Regions from separate parts of the Rattus norvegicus genome. Here region 1 is linked to region 2. Evidence: chromatin contacts called from public Hi-C data. All regions are on one chromosome and are shown on one strand. The core of a region is the stretch at or near the end of the contact, and the rest is flanking DNA. Distances in the headings are between cores, read along the strand shown. Region 1 overlaps Pkd1 (polycystin 1, transient receptor potential channel interacting). Region 2 overlaps Caskin1 (CASK interacting protein 1).

Evidence for each region. Hi-C and Micro-C count contacts between places; a contact is called where the count stands out from the background.
Region 1: a contact with region 2 is called in a Hi-C map of frontal cortex, with 2.4 times the contacts expected there. The contact joins two enhancer-like sites. A contact is called at or near these places in 3 of 12 Hi-C or Micro-C datasets (frontal cortex, liver and prefrontal cortex).

The regions. Positions count from the first base shown.
Region 1 is chr10:14,123,229-14,131,042 of GRCr8, reverse strand. Pkd1 (polycystin 1, transient receptor potential channel interacting) reads right to left here. Exons shown (of 46, transcript NM_001414013.1): 43 at 7,458-7,748; 44 at 7,237-7,371; 45 at 6,857-7,162; 46 at 5,361-6,762. The coding sequence ends at 6,295. It overlaps Tsc2 (TSC complex subunit 2), which reads left to right. Exons shown (of 42, transcript NM_012680.3): 32 at 69-137; 33 at 1,189-1,319; 34 at 1,645-2,135; 35 at 2,355-2,430; 36 at 2,625-2,711; 37 at 3,387-3,573; 38 at 3,726-3,865; 39 at 4,549-4,627; 40 at 4,695-4,786; 41 at 4,870-4,968; 42 at 5,059-5,363. The coding sequence ends at 5,223. Among named protein-coding and RNA genes, the nearest start is that of Tsc2, 33 kb to the left of the region's middle. Within about 2 kb of position 5,177, at least 7 of the 93 cell types and tissues checked have an H3K27ac peak or open chromatin away from gene starts, as enhancers often do.
Region 2 is chr10:14,034,050-14,041,710 of GRCr8, reverse strand. It overlaps Caskin1 (CASK interacting protein 1), which reads right to left. Exons shown (of 20, transcript NM_080690.2): 18 at 6,454-7,661; 19 at 5,512-5,926; 20 at 3,784-5,330. The coding sequence ends at 5,231. It overlaps Traf7 (TNF receptor associated factor 7), which reads left to right. Exons shown (of 21, transcript NM_001415153.1): 10 at 58-275; 11 at 352-425; 12 at 618-666; 13 at 747-874; 14 at 1,037-1,119; 15 at 1,722-1,761; 16 at 1,851-1,967; 17 at 2,056-2,178; 18 at 2,357-2,476; 19 at 2,559-2,690; 20 at 2,772-2,891; 21 at 3,063-3,594. The coding sequence ends at 3,077. Among named protein-coding and RNA genes, the nearest start is that of Traf7, 19 kb to the left of the region's middle. Within about 2 kb of position 5,485, at least 38 of the 93 cell types and tissues checked have an H3K27ac peak or open chromatin away from gene starts, as enhancers often do.

The DNA.
Region 1 (7,814 bases), core at 3,928-6,427, 90 kb before region 2:
CCCATCCTCTCTGCTCGGCCTTGTGCAGTCTCTGCGCTGACGAGGCTACTCGCGTGGTTACCTTGCAGTGGCTTCTTTCTCCTCCCTGTACCAGCCCAGCTGCCAAGGACAGCTGCACAGGAGCGTTTCCTGGGCAGGTATTGGCGCGTGCGTCCCTGTGAGGAAACCATGTGGTCTGCAGAGCACCACTCTGCCTCATAGACGCTGTTCTCCTCGTCCCTCATCTGGTCACCCTTCCATGGCTGACTGAGCCTCTCATCACCCTTGGGGAGCAGGGTCCTGACTGACATGAGGACATCTTGTGTAGGACACCTGTGCTTAGCCCTTTGACACATGTCCTTTTGAGCAGAGCTCTGCTTCTGAGCTGTATGTGGCCTCTGGCTGGCAGGTTGGGTAGGTCTCCTTTTCCCTGTGGGTGGCAGCTGTTGGGGTTGCCTGGCCCTAGGGCTCTGGTGAGTCCTTTTCCTGGCTAGCTACTGATCTGATTGTTTTGTGCGTCTCCTTGCATCATAGCTGGTCGAGGACCTAGATGACAAGGCCCCTAGCTCTTTGCCACTGGCTCTGGAAAGTTGCCCAGCAGACTCTCCTGTGTACAGGAGCCAGTTCTGGAAGGGCAGTGTATACATGGCTGCTGGAGTGTGGGCAGGAGCTAGGGGAGGGTGTCAGTCAGGCTGCACAGACCCTTGATTGCTTCTTACCCACACCCTGTCCTGGCTTGTGTTGCCAGGGACTTGATCCCTTCCCTTAGGTACCAGATTTGAAGCTTCTGTCCTCAGGGTAGGCTGTGAGTCTGCATATGGGGACATCCTGTCAGCTTCTTTCTCGGGTCCAAAGCCCTGGAGAAACAAGGCCTCTTTCCTTAGTCTCAGAGTTGGCTTCAGACCCTGTACCCCTCTCACACTTTAGTCCTCCTTGAGTGGGGATTCTTGCCCCGCTCTCCTACCTGCCTTGCTAGTGATGCAGGGGTGGGTAGAGCTGCTGCACACTGGCCTGCTGCAGGTGTTAGAGCCAGAGCTCCCCGGGCCTTCAGAGTCCATCTCTAGCCTGCTCCAGTGGCAGCCACAGGCAGAGGGTGGAAAACTCTGCAGGGTGCTGCCCTTCCAGCAGGGAGAAGCTGGTGTTCTGAGGTCACATGAGCGTCCAACCCTGCCCAGCACACAGCAAGCAGCCCTGTCTGTGTCCTCTCAGACTCGGCCGTGGTTCTTGAGGAGGGAAGTCCAGGAGAGGCTCATGTGCCAGTGGAGCCCCCCGAATTGGAGGACTTTGAGGCAGCATTAGGTACAGACAGGCACTGCCAGCGGCCTGACGCCTACAGCAGGGTGAGTGTCATAGGAAGTTGTTGGGAAAGCTGGGGCAAGTGGTGCAGTGTCTGTCAGACTCCTGGCACTATACTAACTTTCTGTGTGAACTGGATAGGTCTCCTCCTGACTAAGAAATGGCCAGTTTTTCCCATGCACCCCCCAACCCCCACCCTGGCTCCTGTTCCCACCATCGGGGTCTCGCCCTCTATCTGAGTGGCATTTATTGTGGGCCTTTTTTAGTTTGTTAGAAGGGATGGCAGGCACTGCCAGAGGACTGGAGGGGGACCCAGAGGAACCTGTGCTTGTGCCTTCTAACAGTGTTTCTTTCAAATTGTCTTTGCAGTCTTCCTCAGCATCTAGCCAGGAAGAAAAGTCCCACTTGGAGGAGCTGGCTGCAGGGGGTATCCCCATTGAGCGGGCCATCTCCTCTGAGGGGGCTCGGCCTACAGTGGACCTGTCCTTCCAACCCTCACAGCCTTTGAGCAAGTCTAGCTCTTCTCCTGAGTTACAGACCTTACAGGACATCCTTGGAGACCTAGGGGACAAGACTGACATTGGACGGCTGAGTCCTGAGGCTAAGGTCCGATCCCAGTCGGGGATCCTGGATGGGGAAGCAGCTACCTGGTCAGCTCCGGGTGAAGAGAGCCGTATCACAGTCCCACCTGAAGGTCCCCTGCCTTCCAGTTCTCCCCGCTCCCCTAGTGGCCTCCGGCCCCGAGGCTATACCATCTCTGATTCAGCTCCATCACGAAGGGGAAAGAGGGTAGAAAGGGACAACTTCAAGAGCAGAACTGCGGCCTCCAGTGCTGAAAAGGTGCCAGGCATCAACCCTAGGTGGGCACAAACCCCAAGTTGCTACCATCTCCAGGGGATGCATTTTCTCTTTGGCTGGAGCTCCCAGACACTGCCTGGGAGAACAGGCAGACACGGATCCTTGTGTCTTCCTTGTGGCTGGTGGGAGCCATGAGGAGGGTGGGTCCTTGACTTAGGTCCTGCCATGGTGTGGGTGGGGCCTCCATCCTGGCCCTGCCCTGACCAATGCTTTCCCTGCAGCTTTGTGTTCCTACAGCTCTACCATTCACCCTTTTTTGGTGATGAGTCCAATAAGCCCATCCTGTTGCCCAACGAGGTAGGCCAGCCTGCCTTCTGCCATAGTAGGGGTGGGGTCACAGAGGGTCTATTCCCTCGTGGCAGTAGGCTGTGTTCTACTTGGGTAGACACAGTCATCCTGAGGACTGGTACTATGTAGACTATCTGGGTTGGCGGCGGCTGGTGGCAGGGTAGTCTCTGCCCTGAACTCACATAGGTTCTGTGTGTCTACAGTCCTTTGAACGGTCAGTGCAGCTCCTTGACCAGATCCCATCCTATGACACTCACAAGATTGCTGTCCTGTATGTGGGAGAAGGCCAGGTAAGGCCCTGGAGTCAGCATAGGACTACTGGGTCTCAACAGTGGGTGTAGGTCTCTCCCACCTTAGAGTTCAGTCTGATTCTTTGATACTCTGGAGTACTGGGAGCTTGTTGAGCCCTGAGCCAGAAGCACAGCCATGAGATGACAGACAGGCCAATGTATTGGTATGCAGAGCTGTGAGGACTGCAGGGTGCATGCACACAATAGCAGGGCTCTGAGGTCCTAGGATGGGCCACTGAGTGAGAATAGCTAAGTGGCAGCAGACAGAGGGCCATCATGGATAATCTCAGCCTAATAGATGAACATGGGCTATACTTTTCTTCTGAGTGAGGTGGGGACCCTGGACTACTTTGAGCCACCATTAGTGCCAGCATTTTGAAAAATATCCCTCTGCTGTGTAGAGCCTTGATGGAATCAGGTGATCACTATCCAAGTGAGAGGAACAGGCTTGGGTTTGGTTGCAGGGTTGCTGAGCAGTGCTAGGGTTCTGGGTATGTTGTTGCTAGCTGAATGTAAGGGTAAAGAAGCAGGGAGGCCAGGGGTCACCCATGTATAAGACAGGACAGCTGTGAGCATGAGAGTAGCCGAGTGGGAGATGATTTCCATCAGTGCCGAACCTGCCAGGCTTAGGACTGTTAAAGTGGTGCCATTCTCACGCCCTGGATTTTTCCACAGAGCAGCAGTGAGCTGGCCATCCTATCAAATGAGCATGGCTCTTATAGGTACACAGAGTTTCTGACAGGCCTGGGTCGGCTTATTGAGCTGAAGGACTGCCAACCAGACAAGGTGTACTTAGGTGGACTGGATGTGTGTGGCGAGGATGGACAGTTCACGTACTGCTGGCATGATGACATCATGCAAGGTGTGTACTGCTCTAGGCAGGCCTGCTTCCAAGCCCTGCCCTCTGGGAAAGAAACAGGAGATCTGGAGGGAACAGGGATCTGAGCCTGGGCCCTTAAGTCCAGCATTTGGTATCCTGTCCTGGCACCCAGTCCAGTGTCACCCACCCTACAGCTGTTTTCCACATTGCTACCCTGATGCCCACCAAGGATGTGGACAAGCACCGTTGTGACAAGAAACGGCACCTGGGCAATGACTTTGTTTCTATCATCTACAATGATTCTGGTGAGGACTTCAAGCTGGGCACCATTAAGGTGAGTGAGATCTCCATGTGCTGGGTACCAAGGCAATGGCTGAGCTCTGCCACTCCCATCACCAGGCTGATCAGCAGCCCAGGCCATCTACAAAATGCTCGCTGGTATATCTAGAAGTGGCCTTGAGTGTTGTCTTGGGAGAGGGTAGGATCTGGGAGCCCCATGTACTGGGACAGGCTATCAGAGACACAGGAGACATGATCACAAAACCTTTCTTCATATATAGGATGAGCTGTGGCCCTCAAGCCTAACTAGGTGAATATGTCCTGGGCTGTGTACAGTGTGTGCAGTCTGCTTACAGTGGCTTTTAAGGGTCCTTGTTGGGTCTGCACTGTATCACAGCTAGGGGAGGTGAGGCAAGGCTTTGGGAAGCCAGTGTACAGGGGCTCATGGGCAATGTCATCCCAGGAGAATAGCCTCAGCTTTGTCTCTTATGTCTGTGTATGTGTGTCGGGAGTACTTCGGGGTGCCAGGCAGCCTGTAAGACAGGTTGTATGTTTTAAGCTAAACATAAACAAATCTGTTAGGGCCCAGATGGAGAGTAGGTTGTTTAGCCAGAGATGGAGACAAAGGTAGGTGGACAAATGCTGCCTTGCTGAGGTGACAATCCTCGACACAGCAGAGCAGAGGGCCTGCCTTTAGCGCATGCTCATACCAGGAGGATTTTCCTCTCGTCTGGGCAGGGCCAGTTCAACTTCGTCCATGTGATCATCACACCGCTGGACTATAAATGCAACCTGTTGACCCTGCAGTGCAGGAAAGGTGAGGCCCAGGCTGGGTAGGGTGGCAGTTTTGGCCTGAGTCAGGTATGAGCAGTGTGTCTCCACAGACATGGAGGGCCTTGTGGACACCAGTGTGGCCAAGATTGTGTCTGACCGCAACCTGTCCTTTGTGGCCCGACAGATGGCCCTGCATGCAAATGTGAGTAGTGGCTGCAGCCTGGGGAGATGGTAGTGTGGTGCTCCTCGGTGGAGCTCACTATGGCCATACTCTGTCCTCTCCAGATGGCCTCACAGGTACACCACAGCCGATCCAACCCCACGGACATCTATCCCTCCAAGTGGATCGCAAGACTCCGCCACATTAAGCGTCTCCGTCAGCGGGTAGGAAGGACAGGGCTTCTGAGATGTGACGTCTGAATCTTGTTGGAACAGAACTTCTGGGCTCACTGCCAAAGCTTTCTCTCTCTCTAGATCCGTGAAGAAGTGCACTATTCAAACCCAAGCTTGCCTCTGATGCACCCTCCAGCCCATACCAAAGTCCCAGCTCAAGCCCCTACGGAGGCTACACCCACCTACGAGACAGGCCAGCGGAAACGCCTCATTTCCTCTGTGGATGACTTCACAGAGTTTGTGTGAGGCCACCAGAGCCACAACTGGAGTCCCGTGGCCATGCACCTGGCCCTTCCCTGAATGACACCTCCTGACTGTACTCTTACATGAAATAAAACTGCCCGTGCCCATCTGGCCCTTGGAGTTCAGAGAGCAGCACAGACAGCAGTCAGACAGCTTCTTTATTTGACTTTGTCTTGTCTGTTTGGGGCTGGAGCAGAATCAAGGCTAGAGCTGCAGCTGAGCCCACAGAGGCAGGCAGGTGCCATTGCATACATTCTCCCCCCCTCCCCCCGCCATGGGGCCAGCCCCATTGGTGGGCTTGTCCAATAACTTCTTGGCATCTTTCATCCCATAGTAGTCCTGCCCTTGCTCAGATCTGAGACCAGCAGATCTGCGTGCTGCCTGGCCCCAGACAAGGGAGGGAAACAAGGCCATGGTGGCCCCAATTGCTGTCCAGCGCCTGCCCAAGGCCAGACTCGGATCCAGTAATAGCTGCAGCTCCCCGCACCCCTGCCCTGGGTAACAGTGGACCCATTTTCAGCCCAAGTAGAAAATACTGACATACAAAAATATATACATTTTAACCCCATATAAATTATTGATGGTGGACATAGGAAGCAGGTGGGAACTAGAGGGCAAGGATGCTGCGGAAACAGGAGAGGTGGTAATAACTTAGGGGACGGATAAAGGAGAAGTGTAGCCTAGCCCTCCCTCGAGCTTAGATTTTAGCAAGAGGAGATGGCCGCCTAGGGGTAGAGCTGGGCGCAGCCCGCTGAACCTGAGGACTCGGGGGAAATAAATTAGCATCTTGGAGGCTGGGTACTCACTTGGTCCAATACTGCTGTGTCCTCCTGTGCGGAGGGGACCCTGGGTCCTGGCTGGCCATACAGCCTTTTTAAAGTGCTGAAGCCCCATAGGTGGGCAGGTAAGGAAGGCAGCAACACCTGTACCCGGAAGAACTGGTGTGCAGCTGCTCTGCCTAGCCCAACCTAGAGGGCAGCAGAAGGTAATACTGAGTGGTGTCCACCCTGGCTCTGAGAGGCCAGTGTAAGCTCCAGGCACTCCCAGGGAAAGGAATGGCAAGACCCCTAGGGACTAAGTGCTGCTGGGGTGGACCTTGTTATTAGGCCACAGGGACACCCTGCTAGGGCCTGTAGTCTGATCTGGCCCCTGACTGGCCCGAGCAAGGCGGCTGGGCAAAGCTGGCTGAGAGGCTGGGAAGCCACCAGGGGAGGGCGAGGAAGGAGGTCCGCTGTGCCCATGGCCTCGAAGGCTCTGGAGTTGTTGCTCCAGCTGGTAGACATCCTCTGTGGCCTGGTTGAGTCGGTCAAATTGGACAAGCAGGCTTTCAAACACAGCATGTAGGCGTGAGGGCTCTGGTTCCAGCCTCAGTGCTGAGCGGCCTAAGCCAGCACTCAGCCCATCTGGCTGGCTGGATGAGGTGGAAGGGTGTGAAGCTTCTGAACCTGCGCTGGGTGGAGGCACAACTGGGGATGACTTGGAACCCCTGGATGAGCGGGAAGGCAGTGGATCCATTCCTTCAAAGCGGACTTTGTGGCGGAACTGGGGGCGGCACAGGGGCTCGGTCAGTCCGGCTGCACCCTGGGCTCGCGAGACCCAGGGTGTGTCCCTCTCCCCCCCACTGGGCCGTACCCACCTCCTTGACCTTGCTGAAGCCCATCCAGAGCCGAAGCCTACGCAGGAAAAGCTCCACCATCTCATAGTCCTGGGGCTCCCACGCTGGGCGGTAAAGCTCCCCACGCAAGGCATGGTACCGCCAACGCAGGAGGACAGCCCCTAACCTCAGGGCACCCCACACTCGCAGAGCCCAGAGCCCCACACACAGCAGTGGGGACAGGTACCAGGACTCAGAAGGGCACAGAGTGGGGACCCTCGCCCCAGGGCACAGTACCAGGAAGGCTCGGGCCATGCTGTAGAGAGTATCTGCACCAGAGGAAATAAGCTACGGGAAAGAGACACAGATAAAGGCACGCCCTTGGGGAAGCCCTTTCCTGCTACCCCACAGCAGCAACCTACCAGGATGGCCATCTGTGCATAGGCCACGCCAAGCAGGACCAGGCCCAAGGTGGCTCCCATGAGCTCTGGCAGCGCCCGACACAATGTCTTGCCAAAAACAGACCACTGGCGCACAAACCGCAGCTGCTGGGCAGCCTGTGGACAGGAGGTAGTTTGTCAGCTTTCCCCAGGCCATGGAGTCCGGTCCTAGTCATGCACCAGGCTGCACCTCTTGCCCTCACCTTGACCAAAAGCAGGAAGAGAAGTGAAGCTGCCAGTCCACGAGCCACAGAGCCCAGCTGAGCCACTTGGTCAAAGCTAGTGAAGTGGTGTGGATGGTCGTGCACAAAACGGGTCCATTGGCGGTCAGCAATGCCCAGCTGGGCCAGGCGTACCAGTCCTGTGGCTGCCGTCAACATCACCAGAAGCCACCGCGCCCAGGCCTCAGGCCTTGCTGTGCGTGCACACCCCTCTCTGCGCCAGGTATGCACCTCAGCCACGGAGAAGTATAAGGCAAAGAGCAGCAAGCACACCTGGGACGGGCATGAGCAGGGTTGAGAGGAGATACATGAGGGTGTTGTCCAGTGTTCAGATCCCCA
Region 2 (7,661 bases), core at 4,236-6,735:
GCTAAGGGCTCTTAGTCCTGACAACCAGGCAGGTGGGCAGCTGTGCTGTTCCCCCAGGTGCACATTTATTGGGAATCAGGACACCTATGAGACGCACTTAGAAACATGTCGCTTTGAGGGCCTGAAGGAATTCCTGCAGCAGACCGATGACCGCTTCCACGAGATGCATGTGGCACTGGCCCAGAAGGACCAGGAGATTGCCTTTCTGCGTTCCATGCTGGGCAAACTCTCAGAGAAGATTGACCAGCTGGAGAAAAGCCTTGAGCTCAAGTTCGGTAAGTCTAGTTCAGAGAACACGGTATTCAACACTGTGGTGGACTCGAGTAATACCTTTCTTTTCTTGTTGCTCAGATGTCCTCGATGAGAACCAGAGCAAGCTCAGTGAGGACCTCATGGAATTCCGGAGGGATGCATCCATGTTGAATGTGAGTGGGTGCTGGCTGCAGTGGTGAGACTCAGGAGGACAGATTGGGGTTCCTCCTCAGGCTTTGCCTTAGTGTTCAGGGTTTCAGGATCTGTATTCCATTATGAGCTGACCCAAGGCCTAGGGTTCTGTGGCTTTACCACAGCTCAGGTGAGTCCTACCCATCCATTGTCTGCTGTTCTTGGCCTTGCAGGATGAGCTGTCTCATATCAATGCACGCCTGAACATGGGTATCCTGGGATGTGAGTATAGCCCGCCCGCCCCTGTTCCCACACTGTCCCCAAGGCCCTACTGTTCCCTCATTAACTTCTCCCATCTGCAGCCTATGATCCTCAGCAGATCTTCAAGTGCAAAGGGACCTTCGTGGGACACCAGGGCCCTGTCTGGTGTCTCTGTGTCTACTCCATGGGTGACCTGCTCTTCAGTGGCTCTTCTGACAAGACGATCAAGGTGAGTGGGGTTCTATTCCACAGGCTCCGCAGCATGGTTGGGCTCAGCTGGGCATTGCATGCCAGCCTCAGATTCGCTATCCATGGTTGGGTCTTCTCTCCTAATGGCTGCTATCCTGTCCTTTCTGCAACTGATGGGCCTGGTCTGACCTGATCTCTGCAGGTGTGGGACACGTGTACCACTTACAAGTGCCAAAAGACACTGGAAGGTCATGACGGTATTGTGCTGGCGCTCTGTATCCAGGGGTGAGTGTTAATATATGACCCACTGACTACAGGGCAGGGCCAGAATGTTCTGTACTGCCACCCTGTGGGCTCGAGCCTGTTTGGACCTGTGCAGCTTATGTCTCTTCCACCTATGGAACACTCACACCTGGATACCTAGGTGACAGTCTATGAATTCCCAGCAGAGCGGTGCCCTGCCTTAGTGTTAGGTGGCTGGAAGGATAGCTCAGCTGTCACCAGGATAGCTGTACCTTGGGTGTAACTCTGGTTATATTGTTGTAGCAGCTACATGGTTAACCTGTCAGTAGGCCCTTCCCAAGGCTGGCTGTCCTCTGTCGTGTCTTGTGGGCTTGCTGGGTGTGATGATTCTAGGTACTTTACTAGTAGTGGTGGTGGCCTTCCTGGGACTTGGTGTTCAGAATAGGTGACCTCACTCGCTCAGCTCAGCCATCAAATGTACCAGCCTAGTTGTTCACGTCCAACTATGCACACAGAGAATGGGACTCAAGGAGCAGCAGTAGCCCTGAGACCAAACCATGTTGGATCCTGGGGCTAATCAGGGGATGGTAGCCTCTTCTGCTTCCCGTTGACTTTCCTTCCCTGTGTTGACTTTTCTTCCATAGGTGCAAACTGTACAGTGGGTCTGCAGACTGCACCATCATTGTGAGTGGGCACAGGGTGAGGGGTTGGGGGCCGAGAAGGCCCAGTGCTCTCTCCTTCCTTACTAACCCAAGTCTTGTCACCCCCTGCAGGTATGGGACATCCAGAACCTGCAGAAGGTGAACACCATCCGGGCCCATGACAACCCTGTGTGCACACTGGTGTCTTCCCATAACATGCTCTTCAGTGGCTCCCTTAAAGCCATCAAGGTATAGGCAAGACATGTGTGGGCATGAGGGGGCTCCTGGGCCAATGGATGCCATCCATCCTAGCCCAGGCTCATGGCCATCCCTACAGGTCTGGGACATCGTGGGCACTGAGCTAAAGTTGAAGAAGGAACTCACAGGCCTCAACCACTGGGTGCGGGCCTTGGTGGCAGCACAGAGCTATCTGTACAGTGGCTCTTACCAGACAATCAAGGTGTGCCAAGCCACCCCTGGTGGCAGGGACTTGCCCTCTGCTGTCCTTCCTAGGGTGTCCTAGAGCTTCTTCTGCCCTTTCCCTACCCTCCACCATGCTCTGAGGCTGTCTCCTGGATCCCTGAGGCCCAAGGTAAGCAAGTGCCTGGCCTGAGATTAAGTGACACACTTTCCCCTAGATCTGGGACATTCGGACCCTTGACTGCATCCATGTCCTGCAGACATCTGGTGGCAGTGTGTATTCCATTGCTGTGACGAATCACCACATTGTCTGTGGCACCTATGAGAACCTCATTCATGTAAGGGCTACCCTAGAGCAGGCCTCCATCTCTCCTGCCCTTGTTTTAGGTCTCTGTCTCACTTAACTCTGCCCCCTTTCAGGTATGGGACATTGAATCCAAAGAGCAGGTGCGGACCCTAACGGGCCATGTGGGCACAGTATATGCCCTGGCAGTCATTTCAACACCAGACCAGACCAAAGTCTTCAGCGCATCCTATGACCGCTCCCTCAGGGTATGTGCTGCCCAGGAGGAAGAGGCCAGAGGTGGCTGGGCCAGGGTAGGCCCTCATCTCCCATGGTCCTTCATCCCCTAGGTCTGGAGCATGGACAACATGATCTGCACACAGACGCTGCTGCGCCATCAGGGCAGTGTAACTGCACTGGCTGTCTCCCGGGGCCGGCTCTTCTCGGGGGCTGTGGATAGCACCGTGAAGGTAAGTACCTATGGCTTGGGCTCTTGACAGGAGTTGGATGGGACAGAACTTGGAGAGTGGGTGAGGGGCAAGTAGCCCGGGCAGTTAACAGTAGAGGGCTGGGAGACTTAGACCGTCTGGAAGGGAATCCTTGGGCCATATGGGATCTGAAATAGAACTCTTTCTTTGCAGGTTTGGACATGCTAACAGAATCCAGGCCAGGCTTGACTCCTTCTGGGTCTGTAAGTCAGGCTGGACCTCCATGATGGCCTTGGAATGTCCGCCTGTCCTGTGGAGACAGGTAGACAGGCTCAAACAGCTAGGCAGTGTCCTCTCTGCCTCTGCTCAGTGCGGGGTCTTTCATAAGGCCTCACTCTTACTTCTACCAGAGAAATGCCCAGGCCCTGCTCTGGGCGCCAGGTACGATGCTTGCCCGGCCCCACCATTCATATCACTCCATAGACTTTTGTTTTGAGACAGGGTCTCACTATGTAGCTCTGGCTTGCCTGGAACTCACTGTCAACCAGGCTGGCCTCAAACTCACAGATCTGCCTGCCTCCACCTCCCAAGTGCTGGGAGTAAAGGCATGTGCCACCGCCCCTGGCTGGACCCAGATGGACCATGGGTCCTTTTTACTCACCTTTTCTACTGGTTTTAGACTGTATATAGATTTTATTACTTCCCTGTTGAAATAAAAGCTGCACAGACTGTGGTTGTGAGTGGAGACAGCATCTTGGGACCATCATTCATGTGGCCCCAAGGACGTTGGTACGCTCAGGCACAAGATGGGAGGGAGGAAGGCTGGGTGGACTTCCCTTCCCTGCAGGAGGCAACTTGGCACTCCTCTGCTCCTGGCCTCTAGGCTGAGCCTCACCACCACCCCCCCATGTCCCCAAAGAGTGAGCCAAGCAGCTCTGTTTCTGCTGTTTATTGACAGCTGACAGCAGCTCCCTGTCCAGACCCCCCTCCCCACTTCCTAGAGCCCTAGCCTGGGCTGCCCACACAGAGGAGGCTGATAAATGGCCAGCATGTTCAGATAAGGAAGCGCCAGGAGTGACAGTTGGAGGGGCCCTGTGTCCACACTACCTTAGTTGGCCCCTCCACCAGCTTACACCACAATTATGGTTTTGTTTTGGGTTTCTTTTCTTTTTTGGGGGGAGAGGGGGTTTAAAGAAATGTCAATGTTATGCCCAACACTTGTGGATCAGCAAACACGAGAGGAGACCAGTCAGTATTTTTTGGAGGGAAGAAAAGAAGGTGAGAGGTACTACACAACACAGCCTCAGACCATGAGCAGAACGTCCATGGGAATTCAGGGTGGGCGGGGTGGCTGCCTTATGAGGCTGCCTTGGGGAGGCTGGAGCAGACACAGCTCAAACACACATCTGCCCCTAGGCTGGCATGCACGCCCTTGCACTTACGCCCACACAGGGTTCACACTGGGTATACCCTTATACCAGCACCCCAAGGGCATGGCCACACCCAGAAGGAAGAAGCCCTCCCGAGCCCTGTGTGGCATGGAGGAGAGCCGGTGAGAGCAAGGCACGTCCTTCACATTCTTCAGACTCGGGAGCTGGAAGAACAGAGGAGACGCTCTGGGCAGAGCCACCCCCCAGATTGTGCCTCCCAGGTGTGCTCGTGACCAGGGGCAAGACCACTCCTAGATGAAAGAGAAGGGCAGACAGGTGGCCTCAGCCTCTGACAGCTTTAGTCTCAAGCTGGACTTGTAACCTTCCTGTTGGTAAATGGTTTCTATAGAATCAATAATATTTCTTCTCTTTAAATATATATTTGTTAAAGTTATCTTTTTGTTTTTCTGGGGAAATTTGCCTCAGCTCATTCCCAATAAATTAATACTCTTGATAGCTTATATTCTGGGGTGCAGTGGGGCGAGCCCAACCTTGGCCCCCCTGTCCCTTGTGCTGTGCCAGAGCAGCTGGCAGAGGTTCCCCAATGGGCAGTTCTGTGCTAGGCCTAGGCCTGTGCTCTGCCAGATTGGAGAGAGGGCCACAGGACCACCCCCCTCATCTTCCCTTGGTGCTCAGTCTGCCTAGGGCAAGGGAGGGGCAGCCCTCCGCCAGCAGAGCAAAGCCTGCAAGGGTAGGGCCCAGCAGTTGTTGCACAGGGAGCAGCAGATAGGAATGGGCACCAGCGGGCAGCGCATCTGCTCAGAGCCCTTGGAGCGCCCCCGACCCCCATGCCAGGGGGCTGACGACCAGCCTGGGCCAGGAGTAGGAGTTGTGCTTGTGCAGAGCTGGGCGTGCCCCGCCCACTCGGCCCCCACCCACCGCTTGGAAGTGCCTGTCCTGAGGTAAAGGTCAAAGTGCGGGGAGTACGGTGGGCCCACGTGGGTGGCTGCCTCACTCCAGCATGGCGTCCAGCTGGTCGGCCAGGTCGTCAAACATGCTGCCGATGTCTTCCAGGATGCTGCCAGTGCTCTTCTCCTCGATGGAGGAGGGGCTGAGGGTAGGCATGCATCAGTGGGGTGGGATGGCACAGGCCCCCTTACTCAGGGCTAGGCGGCTCCACAGCAACCCACTCTTAAACCACCCTGGATGGCTCCGCCTACCCATACCAGTCCACTAGCAAGAGCCACACTCTGTGCTGGACCAGAACTACCGCCCCAGATCAAAGTACCTACCGAGGGCCTTGTCCGTCTTCCTGCCTGATCTTCTCCTCCACCGCCTGCAGTGCTGCAGCCAAACACGCGCTAGTCTCTTCCAGCTTCTGCCGAGCACTGTCCCCGGGCGAAGCACAATCTGAAGCTACTGGGGGTCCGGAGACCACTGAAGCGGCAGCGCGAGGGGGCTTGGTGGGTACTTGCAGCGCAGGTGCCCCTGGGGAAGGGGGCTTGGCGGGGCTGGCGCTCTGCGAGGGCGGTGAGCTAGCTGGCTTGATGAGGGCTGCTGGCGGCTGACGCGCCGGCGAGGGCACAGGCGAGGGGGTGGCGCTGCTGGACTGCAGTCCCGCCAAAGCCTTGGCTGGCTTAGGCGCTGTAGGTGGCGGTGGAGGCTTGGGTGACACAGGCGGTGGCGTGCCGTGAGCACGCTTTACCTCTGCAGGGAGGAGGACGACGCTGGTACCCGGGAAATAACAACACACCTACCACTCACTGCGTTCCCTCCACCCAGCAAGAGAGACGCCCTATTCTCACTGCAGCCGCTAGGGTATGCGAATCTACTGCAAAGTGTGTCACTGCTTCCCAAGTTCCTTCAGATGCGGACTGATGCATCCAGCTGCAATGGTTGTCTCAGTACTTCTGCACTGCTCTCCTGTCTGGAAACCTCCCCTCCCCCGTCTCAGGGTACTCCGGCTAGGTTTTCCTGCATATGTTATGTGCTACTACTCTGGGTCTTCTGTACCTCCTTCACTGAATAAGAGGCACGTACGTCCACTACAGGGGTGGCAGAGTTATCCCACAGTAGATAGTTAAAGAGCTCTTAACTATCAGATCAGACAGTCTTATCTCACACCACCTGGGCTTCATCAAATTCAAAAAGGAAAGCCAGACTATGAGATGGGAGCAGGCTAGGGTCCTGTCCTAAGACCCCTTGCTCTGTCTTAGCTGGCTTTCTATACCTACCTGGGCTGCCAGGGCCTGGCAGTGGCACCTTCTTGGAGGCAGGTGTAGGTGAGCCCTGGATCTTGGACACAGGCTGAGCCAGAATGGGCTTGGGAGAGACGGGTGGCTTCACCGGCTTCCGTGCACTGCCATCAGGCAGGGGCAGTGGAGGCAGTGGCATCAGGTCAGTGGGTGGGGGCTCGGCAGGTGGAGGAGGAGGGGGCAGCTCTGGGGGCCCAGCCTGCTCTGAGGCTGGCCGTCGGCGGATGGTGGCTGTGCCATTCTGATACACGGACAGTGGTGGGGGTGGCTCAGGCCCAATGTCAGGCTCCTTAGCCTTGGGCCTGCGCTTGACTGTGTCAGACTCTGTCAGGATGAACTTGACATTCTCCTGTTGGCTCTGCTTGGCCCGGATGCGCCTCTTGAGTGTGGCGCTGGCCTCTACCCGGGCAAGGGGAGGACCCTCCACACCTGCCTCACCCTTGGCTGGACCTCGAAGCCGTTGTCGGGCCGTGCCATCCTCCATAAAATGACTCTGCTCTGCAGGTTCCCCAGGTCCCCGGCGAGCAGTGGCCAAAAGTCCAGTGACTGGGCCACTGAGTGTACGGCGCCGGTTCACCACTTCACCGTCAGGCCCAATGGCCTCTTTGTGCTTTACAGAGGCCAACACGGTAGCTACTCTGCCCGGGTCTGGACTGGCAGGACGAGGTGTGGGGTGGCCTTCGGGGGGCCTGCGAATAGCTCGCCCCCCACCCCCAATGGAAGACAGCTCCAACATGGCTGCGATGCTCTTCACACTGCCAGCACTGCCTGTGTCCACACTGCCAGCGAGATCACTAGCCCGCCGGCGTTGTGCCCGGACCCCCAGCCGGCCATCCTCTGTCTCAACATCTGGAGACGGCTCATCAGCTAGGTTGGCGCTAGCCATGGCTGAGCTGGAGCGTTTGGGTGGAGGGGGTGGGGGCCCCTTCTTACGTGGCCGCACAGCAAAGGACTGGCTGCGGTTAACGTTCTTGTCAGTGCCAGCAGGAGCCCTCACTGAATGGCTCCGACCCACACGCCGCTGGACTGTGGCATAGGGTCCAGCGGCAGCAGGCACCAGCAGCTCATCCCGCTCGGGCTCGCTGTCGGACGCTGCATAGCGATTCAAGCTGTGGGCACGTTTCTTGGGCCGCCCAGGCTCTACATCAGCTTCTGGGGGCAAGCATAGTGTGGGCACAGCTGCTGGT